Linked DNA regions of Sus scrofa: region 2 is linked to region 1. Evidence: chromatin contacts called from public HiChIP or PLAC-seq data. All regions are on one chromosome and are shown on one strand. Each heading gives the region's core, a stretch centred on a gene start, on an enhancer-like site or on the middle of the called end of the contact. The rest is flanking DNA. Distances are from core to core; before and after follow the strand shown.

What was found. HiChIP or PLAC-seq counts read pairs in DNA pulled down with a chosen protein or histone mark.
Region 2: a contact with region 1 is called in an H3K27ac HiChIP or PLAC-seq map of skeletal muscle. The contact joins the promoter of SPTB here to the enhancer-like site in region 1. A contact is called at or near these places in 9 of 47 Hi-C or Micro-C datasets (embryonic fibroblasts, fetal heart ventricle, fetal liver and 4 more) and 1 of 2 datasets of contacts at active chromatin or transcription factors (skeletal muscle).

What each region holds. Positions count from the first base shown.
Region 1 is chr7:88,815,462-88,819,227 of Sscrofa11.1, forward strand. SPTB (spectrin beta chain, erythrocytic) reads right to left here. Exons shown (of 36, transcript XM_013978290.2): 33 at 3,165-3,424; 34 at 754-927; 35 at 456-498; 36 at 1-315. The coding sequence ends at 148. Among named protein-coding and RNA genes, the nearest start is that of PLEKHG3, 53 kb to the left of the region's middle. Within about 2 kb of position 2,105, at least 10 of the 83 cell types and tissues checked have an H3K27ac peak or open chromatin away from gene starts, as enhancers often do. A contact at or near this core is called in retroperitoneal adipose tissue and skeletal muscle, where this site is marked.
Region 2 is chr7:88,952,644-88,956,409 of Sscrofa11.1, forward strand. It overlaps SPTB (spectrin beta chain, erythrocytic), which reads right to left and starts at 1,828. Exons shown (of 36, transcript XM_013978290.2): 1 at 1,617-1,828.

The DNA.
Region 1 (3,766 bases), core at 855-3,354:
GTTGCAGTGCAGCGGGGCCCGAGGCCCGGCCGGCGACTCACAGCAGGCAGGCGGCAGGCAGCTGCGGAGGACCCGACCAAGGAGGGAGGCGCTCGGCCCTGCACGTCCCGTCGTCGCACTGGCCCCACCCGCGGGGCGCCCAAGAGGCTACTTCTTTTTGGGGAAGAAGCTGAATCTCTTCTCCTTGTCTTTCTTGCCGAGGCTGGCGTCGGGGCCGGTGATGGAGGGCAGGGGCAGGCTCTGTGCCTTGACCCGGATGCTTTGGGACTCGTTGATGGCCGTGCTCACGCCCTGCAGCCAGGACAGCATCTCCTCCTGCAGGGTGGGAGGGTCAGGGCCCCCGCAAAGAAGGGGGTGCCTCCAGGAGCCTGAGGGAGCCTTGAGGTCAAGTGCTTGGGTCCCTTCTACCTGCCCCTTTGTTGGCGGGGGTCTGGGCTGGGCAGCCCTGCACTTACCTCATCCTTGCCATGGAAGAGCCACTCGCTGCCATTGCTCAGCCTAGGAGGACAAAGGGGTTCCTGCGTGGCCATCTCTGGAGCCCCCTGCTCTCGCAGCACCCCCTGCCCCTGCCCAGAACCCTGTCAAGCAGCACAGCATCTTCTGAGAGAGGCAAAAATCAGGACCACCAGCCTCCCTGAGAAATCCCTGAGGGGCACCTTAGGCCTGGAGCTGGTCACATACAGTGGGCCCCTGTCCAGCCACTTAAGCCAAATCAAGTCACCAGGGAAGGGGCCATGACAGCTGGGGCCTCACCTCAGCTTAAAGACATGCTTCTTCTTCTTATAGTTGGCAGCAATCTCACAGATGGCATGTCTCAGGGCCAGGGGCTCCTCCCCATGGTAGGGTACCCCCAGGGCCAGGTTCTTGGCATCCTTGTAGAAGGTCAGCTCACTATTCCTGAGTACACAGTACAGGTTGCTCCAGGACCTGCAAAGGTACAGACAGGCAGGTCAGCTACAATTCTTTTTTTCTTTTCTTTTTTTTGGCCATGCTCATGGCATATGGAATGTTCCCAAGCCAGGAGTCAAATCTGAGATGCATTGTAACCTACTCCACAGCTGCAGCAATGCCAGATCCTTAATCCACTGTGCCAGGCTGGGGATCAAACCCTGTTGGGCACAGAGATAATGCTGGATCCTTAATCTGCTGTACCACAGTGGGAACTTCTCACCTACAGTTCTGATACTGCATCCCTCTAATCAATTTCTAAGCTTTATCATTTTAAAAAAATTATACCAATTTTGCCCTAATCAATAGTAACACGTTACTGTTAAAAATTTGGAAATAAAACTCATCTGCATGTAATTCCACTACCATTGTTAACATTTTAGATATTTCCTTCTAGTCTTTTCTATTCACATATATATAGCCAAATTGGATTATACTGTACATTCAGTTTTATGTCCTTTTATATCTTGAGTATTCCCCATATCCTCAAGTATTTCTTGAAAATGAGTTTGAATAGCTCGATGGTCTCCTATTACATATATAAATAATCCCTTTATTGGTAGATCTTTTCATACTGGGAAATTTATCCACAACTTACAGAGCAATATGATAAACATTCTTATGCTTTAATCTTTTGTCTATAACTCTGATCTTACCTGGAAATATTCTAGAAGTAGAATTATCGAGTCTAAGACCAACAGTGTAAACAACTTTTCAAAGCATTTCCACAGCCACTAGCATATTTGATTCGCATATCAGAACAGAGCAGGGTTCTGTCTTGGTGGTAGGGATATTTTGTTTTGTTGATGATATATGATCAGAATACAGTACGAGCACTTTTTAAAGAAACGTATTTGTGCAAATCAAGGCTCTTCTCGACTGGAACGTTTGGTGAGGCCAGCAGGCTCACGAGCTCCTGTGTGGCCTCATCTGAGCTCTTCCCCGAGAAAGGGGAACATGTGGCTCCTTCACAGTAATGCGCGCCAAGGAACATTAAGCTTGGCTTCCTCTTCTTCCCTTTTGAGGGCAGGAGGGTGGAGAACTAGCAGGCCAATAGGCAGGAGGGACTGGAAGGTCCAAGAGACTGTGACCCGTACAAAGCTGGCTGCAGAGCCGTTCCACAAAGCCCAGATTTCTGACACCAGCTCAGGGAACTTTCCTCTGCCTCTCACCACCTTCTCCGAGCTTGTAGCCCAAGGAAAGCAGTGGCTAAGGAGGAGCTGGGCTCAAAGTCCTGCTTTGGACAAATGACTTCTCTGTTTCCCCATCTGGGAAGTGGAAACATCATCACAGCGCGGTTGTGACGATTTTACTAGTGCTAACATAACAGCTGGCACATAGTAGGTGCTTGATAAATGCTAATTTCTCCTTTCCTGTAGACTCTCCCTATAAGCAGCAAACCTCTTCGAGGTGGCTGGGCTCCCAAATTCAGTTTTGGAATGATTTTTTTGGCCACGCCCATGGCATGCAGAAGTTCCGGGGCCAAGGATCGAACCTGAGCCACAGCAGTGACGCTGTTGGATCCTTAACCCACTGAGCCACCACAGAATTCCCCATGTTTTGGATTAGCTTTGCTGTATCCCCCAGAACAGGCTCTCTCTATGCTGCCAGTTGGCCTTGGGAAGAGGGCTGCCTTCAACCTTTTGATGCTGCTTGTTTCCCTGGGACCCTGGACTGCTGCCTGGTAGAGGCATCCCTGGATAGACCACAGCCAAGGACATGACTGCTTTGGGGTCAGGAAAGGACACAGTCTCTGAATGGATTCCTCAGGGTCATGTAGTTACTGGGGAGAACCTCCAGAAGGCATTTAGGTCAGCTCCTCTTTTACGGCTGGAGAAACTGGGGCCCAGATTGGGTAGAAAGTGAGACTTGGTTAAGGATGTGCTGTTAGCACCAAGACCTACCTGTTGCCCCACCTTGGCATGAAAACAGCTAGGGTCCACAGAGTTCATGCTTGGCACCAAGCATGGCATCTGCGCTGAAGAGGCAGGCTACCCCCATCACCCGCATTTTACAAATGGGAGGCTGAGTAACTTGTTCAAGGTCATAGGAGTTGAACTCAGGACCGCCAACTGGAGACGGCCTTCTCCTGTCATGCCAAGTAGCTCCCAGGGCTGGTTCCGAGGGCACCCTTGCCCACAAACATCCCTGTGTTACCGAGGCTCTGTTGCTGAAGTCCCTGTGGTGCCCAACCCTGCGGCCCCGCCCCCACGTACCTGTTGGATGCCTTCTTGTTGGGTCCCTCCAGGTCGTGCTTGCGGCCCAGGTAGCCCTCCATCTGCACGCTGTGCCCATGGTCCCGCTGGGATGGCAGCGTTGTCGGCTCTTCGCCCTCGCTCAGAGGCGTGTCCAGGACCTTAAAGAGGGGCTCCGTGGCCGGCCTCTCATCTGCGCTGGATTTCTCCTCCTGCCCTTCCTCCTGCGGCCCTGGCGGGGGTGGCGGCTGCAGGTCCTGAGGCCACCGCCTTTCTTCCCCCTGCTCAGGGGCATACGGGAGGGGCACACCTTGCTGGGGGTTCGGACCCAGGGGTGGCAGAATTGGGAAGGCGGCGGGCCCTGCCTGAGTCTGGCTCCTTTGTCCTGTGCTCCCCCGGGCCCTCCCTCCACCTGGCCTGCTTTGCTAGGCTGCTGCTGTTTCTGGCTCCAAACCCACACTCCCTGTCTCCAATCTCACAGCAACAGAAGGTTCTCAGAGTAAGCTGAATGGGCCTGCGTGATGCTCTCTCTCCTCCGGGGGGTTCCGATGCTGCTTGCTGCCTGCTCCAGACGCGCCCACCCCCCCCTGCTTCGGCTCAAATACACGCATTATACCTGGGCT
Region 2 (3,766 bases), core at 578-3,077, 140 kb after region 1:
GTACTTTATTCTGGGGTTTGATAACATCCTGTATAAATGACCCACCTCTGAGAAGTCAGTTGGTTTCAAGGCTGATGGGCTCTTCTTCAACGTGAGCCTAATACTCCTTTTCCTAACTAGCTCACAGCCTCTGGGCAAATACAAGCTTAGCTGTTTGGGTGCTGAGCATTCAGGACTCTTAAACATCCTGCACTTACAAAAAAAAAAAAAAAAGTTTCTAAAGACATTCTGGAACCCAGGGCTCCTAGCAAAAAATTTAAAATCTGACGCTGAAATAGGAAATGACCTGCCCTAGGTCATAGGATCAGAAGGGTGGTCAAAGAGGGAATTCTAAAATAAAATTTGGTACCATCTGTGAGGCTAAGAAAAGGTTAGTGGATAGTATAGAAGTGCCTAAAATTTTTGATTTGCAGATTCCTCTCATTCAAGAGAAGCCTAAATCATGTTCCTTAGGAACTGAAGTATAGATGTGACTAACACAAAGCTATGGATTTTGCACCGCTGCCTCCTACCTGGAAGTGACAGCCTAGCTTCTCCTCACACAAGCTCTGGGTGCAAAAATACTGTCACTATATATCTCCCCCCCCCTCCTCCATCTGATGCATCTAAAATTAAAAACAAAACTGTGGCTTCTCTTCATTTTCCTTCAGCCAGTTAAGCGTGTTATTATTAACTCCTGGCGCTTGTAACTGCTCACTGAAAACAGTGGTTTGGATATTAATCGGCAGTAAATCAGGACCCTACCTGGGGCTGGTTGTCACGGAAACGGTACCCAAGCCCTTAGCTACTCTTGGAAGTCTGGGCGAGTTGGTGGGAGTTGGGGATTGTTTTAGTGCTCCTGTTATTCCTCCCACTTTCTGCTATTTCTCAAGACCAAGTTGTTGGAGAAAGAGGAACTGGTGAGGCGGGTGAGAGTAGAGTGGACTGTAGAAGCTTGGAAGAGTGTAACTCCTTGGGAGAGGAAGGGTGGGGGTCCTTGGGGGATGGCTTGGGACACCTCGATCTTTCCTTCTTGGGGCTGCATCTGTCCACTCTCCGCGTCGTTCCCAACTCCCGGGGACCGGGGTCCCTCTGATACCCTGCCCTCCCTGCCTGGGACCTGGGCTGCCCTGGGAGCGCGTAGACAAGTTCCCCAGAAGAGAATCTGAGTAGTCCCAGGGCTGACAAACCCGGCAGCCGGAGGCAGAGAGGGCGGCGCGGAGGTCGGAGAGGCTAGCGGCAGAACCCCCTTCCTCCCTGTGACGGGGTCCTGGAGGAGGCAGCCCGGGACAAGAACACGCACCACCCCCTCACCACCCTCCCAGCGCCCCCGGGCGATGCTCCAGCATCCGGCTCTCCAAAGCAAGCACCCAGCTCGCCAAGCGCCTCCAAAGCCCACGCGGATTCCCGCGCCCTGGGGCGATAGCTGCCGCAGATAGCTGCTCTACGCCTGGCACCCAGGGCTGGGCCCCCACCCAGTCCCCTGGGCCCCGCGCGTCACGCGCCCCCTGGGCCCAGCGCCTCCTCTGCGCTCGCGCCGCGCGCCCCAGCCTCGCGCCCCAGCCTCGCGCATCTGCACCCGCACCCAGCTCCCAGCTCCCAGCACCCTCCGGCGGCCAGGCCCTCCCGGGACTCACCTGAGCTGGGGCTGTAGCAGCGGCCACCCGTAGCCCGGGGGCAACAGCGGCGGCGGCGCAGGGGGAGGAGGGCAGCGTGGGGCTCCTGGCACAGCGGCCGCCGGGCGCCTGGTGCTGCCGAGCCGCGGACCCGCCCAGAGATATAAATAACATTATCTGAGGAGGGACATTCCTGCCGGGGGACATCGCTGCTGCCGGGACCAGATAGTCCCGCGGCGGGGGCGGGGAGGCGGGGCCGCAGCCTCCCGCAGCGCCAGGCCCAGCCCCCGCCTTCCCCACCCACTCCCGCACCTGCCAATCAGCCTCCGAGCCTGGGGCCACCTGCCCGGCCTCCGCCCGGCTCCGCAAGCTGGCCTCGCCTCCCAGAGGACTGTCCGAGACGCCAGAAGCCCCAGCGGCCCGCAGCGCCCCCATCGCCGCTCACCTCCCATAACCGCGCGCTATCCCGAGCCCCCTGAGGCAGCAAAGGGATTTGACTCTGCAGCTCCGGCCTAATTCCTGCGCCTAGAGCAGTGAGCCTGGCCACAAAAATGAGCCCTCCAGCCTTTCCCGCCCCGAGTCCCCACTGGATACAGTCAGGTCTTAAAAAGACATTAAAAGACATGCTTAGGCCGTAAGGTAGATGAAGCGGGCACCCCAGCAGTGCGCCCCCGCTGCGGCGCGTTTGGGGAGGGACAGATTGTTCCAGGGGGCTGGTGTGTTAGAAAGCGCACTCCGAGGCTGGCTTCTCCTGGCTGAGAGGGCAGGGGTAGGCTTTGGGCCCGAAGCCCCCCGCCCGCAGCCCGCGGGCTGGGTGTCTCCGTTTCTGTTTGCAAACCTGGTGTGGTCCAGCAGGACCCAGCAATGCTGGCGGGGCACAGCCCGCAATCCCACTGTTCGCTCGTTGCTTACTGGGGCTGTAATCAACAGGCAAGCTACCACCCCAGCCCCCCAGCACCTCCTGGCCAGCCCCGGTTTCTAGGTGAACGGAGTCTTTCTCACTGCAAGTCTGGGTGGGGTGGGATGCTGTAGGCCAGAGAAAACTCTAGAGCCAATGACCGTACTAAAGAGGAAAGACAAAGCGCCTCTGAGTCACCTCGGGAAAGACTCACAGAAGCATATGGGCAGCTTGCAAGGTTGTCCACTTTCTTGACTTTCTTACTATACAAGGTCATTGTTCAGTAAGGTTTGATAGTGTACACCTTGCTGTCACTTTCATCTTTTCTCCATGGACAGGGACGGTTTCTCACCAGTCATCAGCCTAGGTAATCTTAGGTGTTTTGGAGAAGGCTGTGGAGATTTAAAACGCAAGGCTATAGAAAAGAATTTTAACTTGGATGATGCCTGGTGTTCTGAACAACGGAACAGTTTTACTCCTGAGTTATTTGCTTGGGAGTATAATTATGCTGTTTTCCAGGATTCACCAGGAAAAGGGTGTTTAAGTGCCAGATGTGCGTGCTTAGTTTATACATTGAACATATGCAAAGATACTTCACTTCCTGCTGCAGTAACACTTCGTGAGAGTGGGCATTTAGACAGTGAGTTGTGCTAAGTGGGGCAAACGCCACAGATACTACAAACTACAAAGCCACAGAACTCTTCGCCCCACCACCCTGTTGTCTGGACCCTTATTAAGTTCAATTTCCCAAGATGCACTAACAATATAAGGAAGATAATTTCTATGATCTTTGATGAATATTATCAAAGTGTGTGGTCATCCATTGTATTTATAGTGATCCACTCTTCCCTCTCTCTGGTAACATCTAAGAATCCATTTTTTTTTCTTACTGAGTTAGAAACAAAAAGGTCTTTTCATTTAAAGATCATTTAGGAATCAAATTCTGGCAAGGAAAACTCAAGAAAAACAGGCCAACTTCAAAGGCTGAGACTATCCTATATTTCAAGTAGAAATCCTTGATCTGTTTTTGAAAGAAAAAAATAGAGAGAAATTATGACTTTATGTTTTTAAAAGCCTTGTGTGAATAAACTTATTAAATAAGTGCACAATTCCCTAGAATTGCAGCTCTGCAGCTACATAATTATATACTACATGAAATAGATAATTCTTTAGCTTTAGTTTGTGGCACTGAACTGAAAAGTTGCACACAACTCTTTGTGGCCTTAAAATGTATAATTTTCAACCATGAGAAAAAAATTAATATGATAAAAGC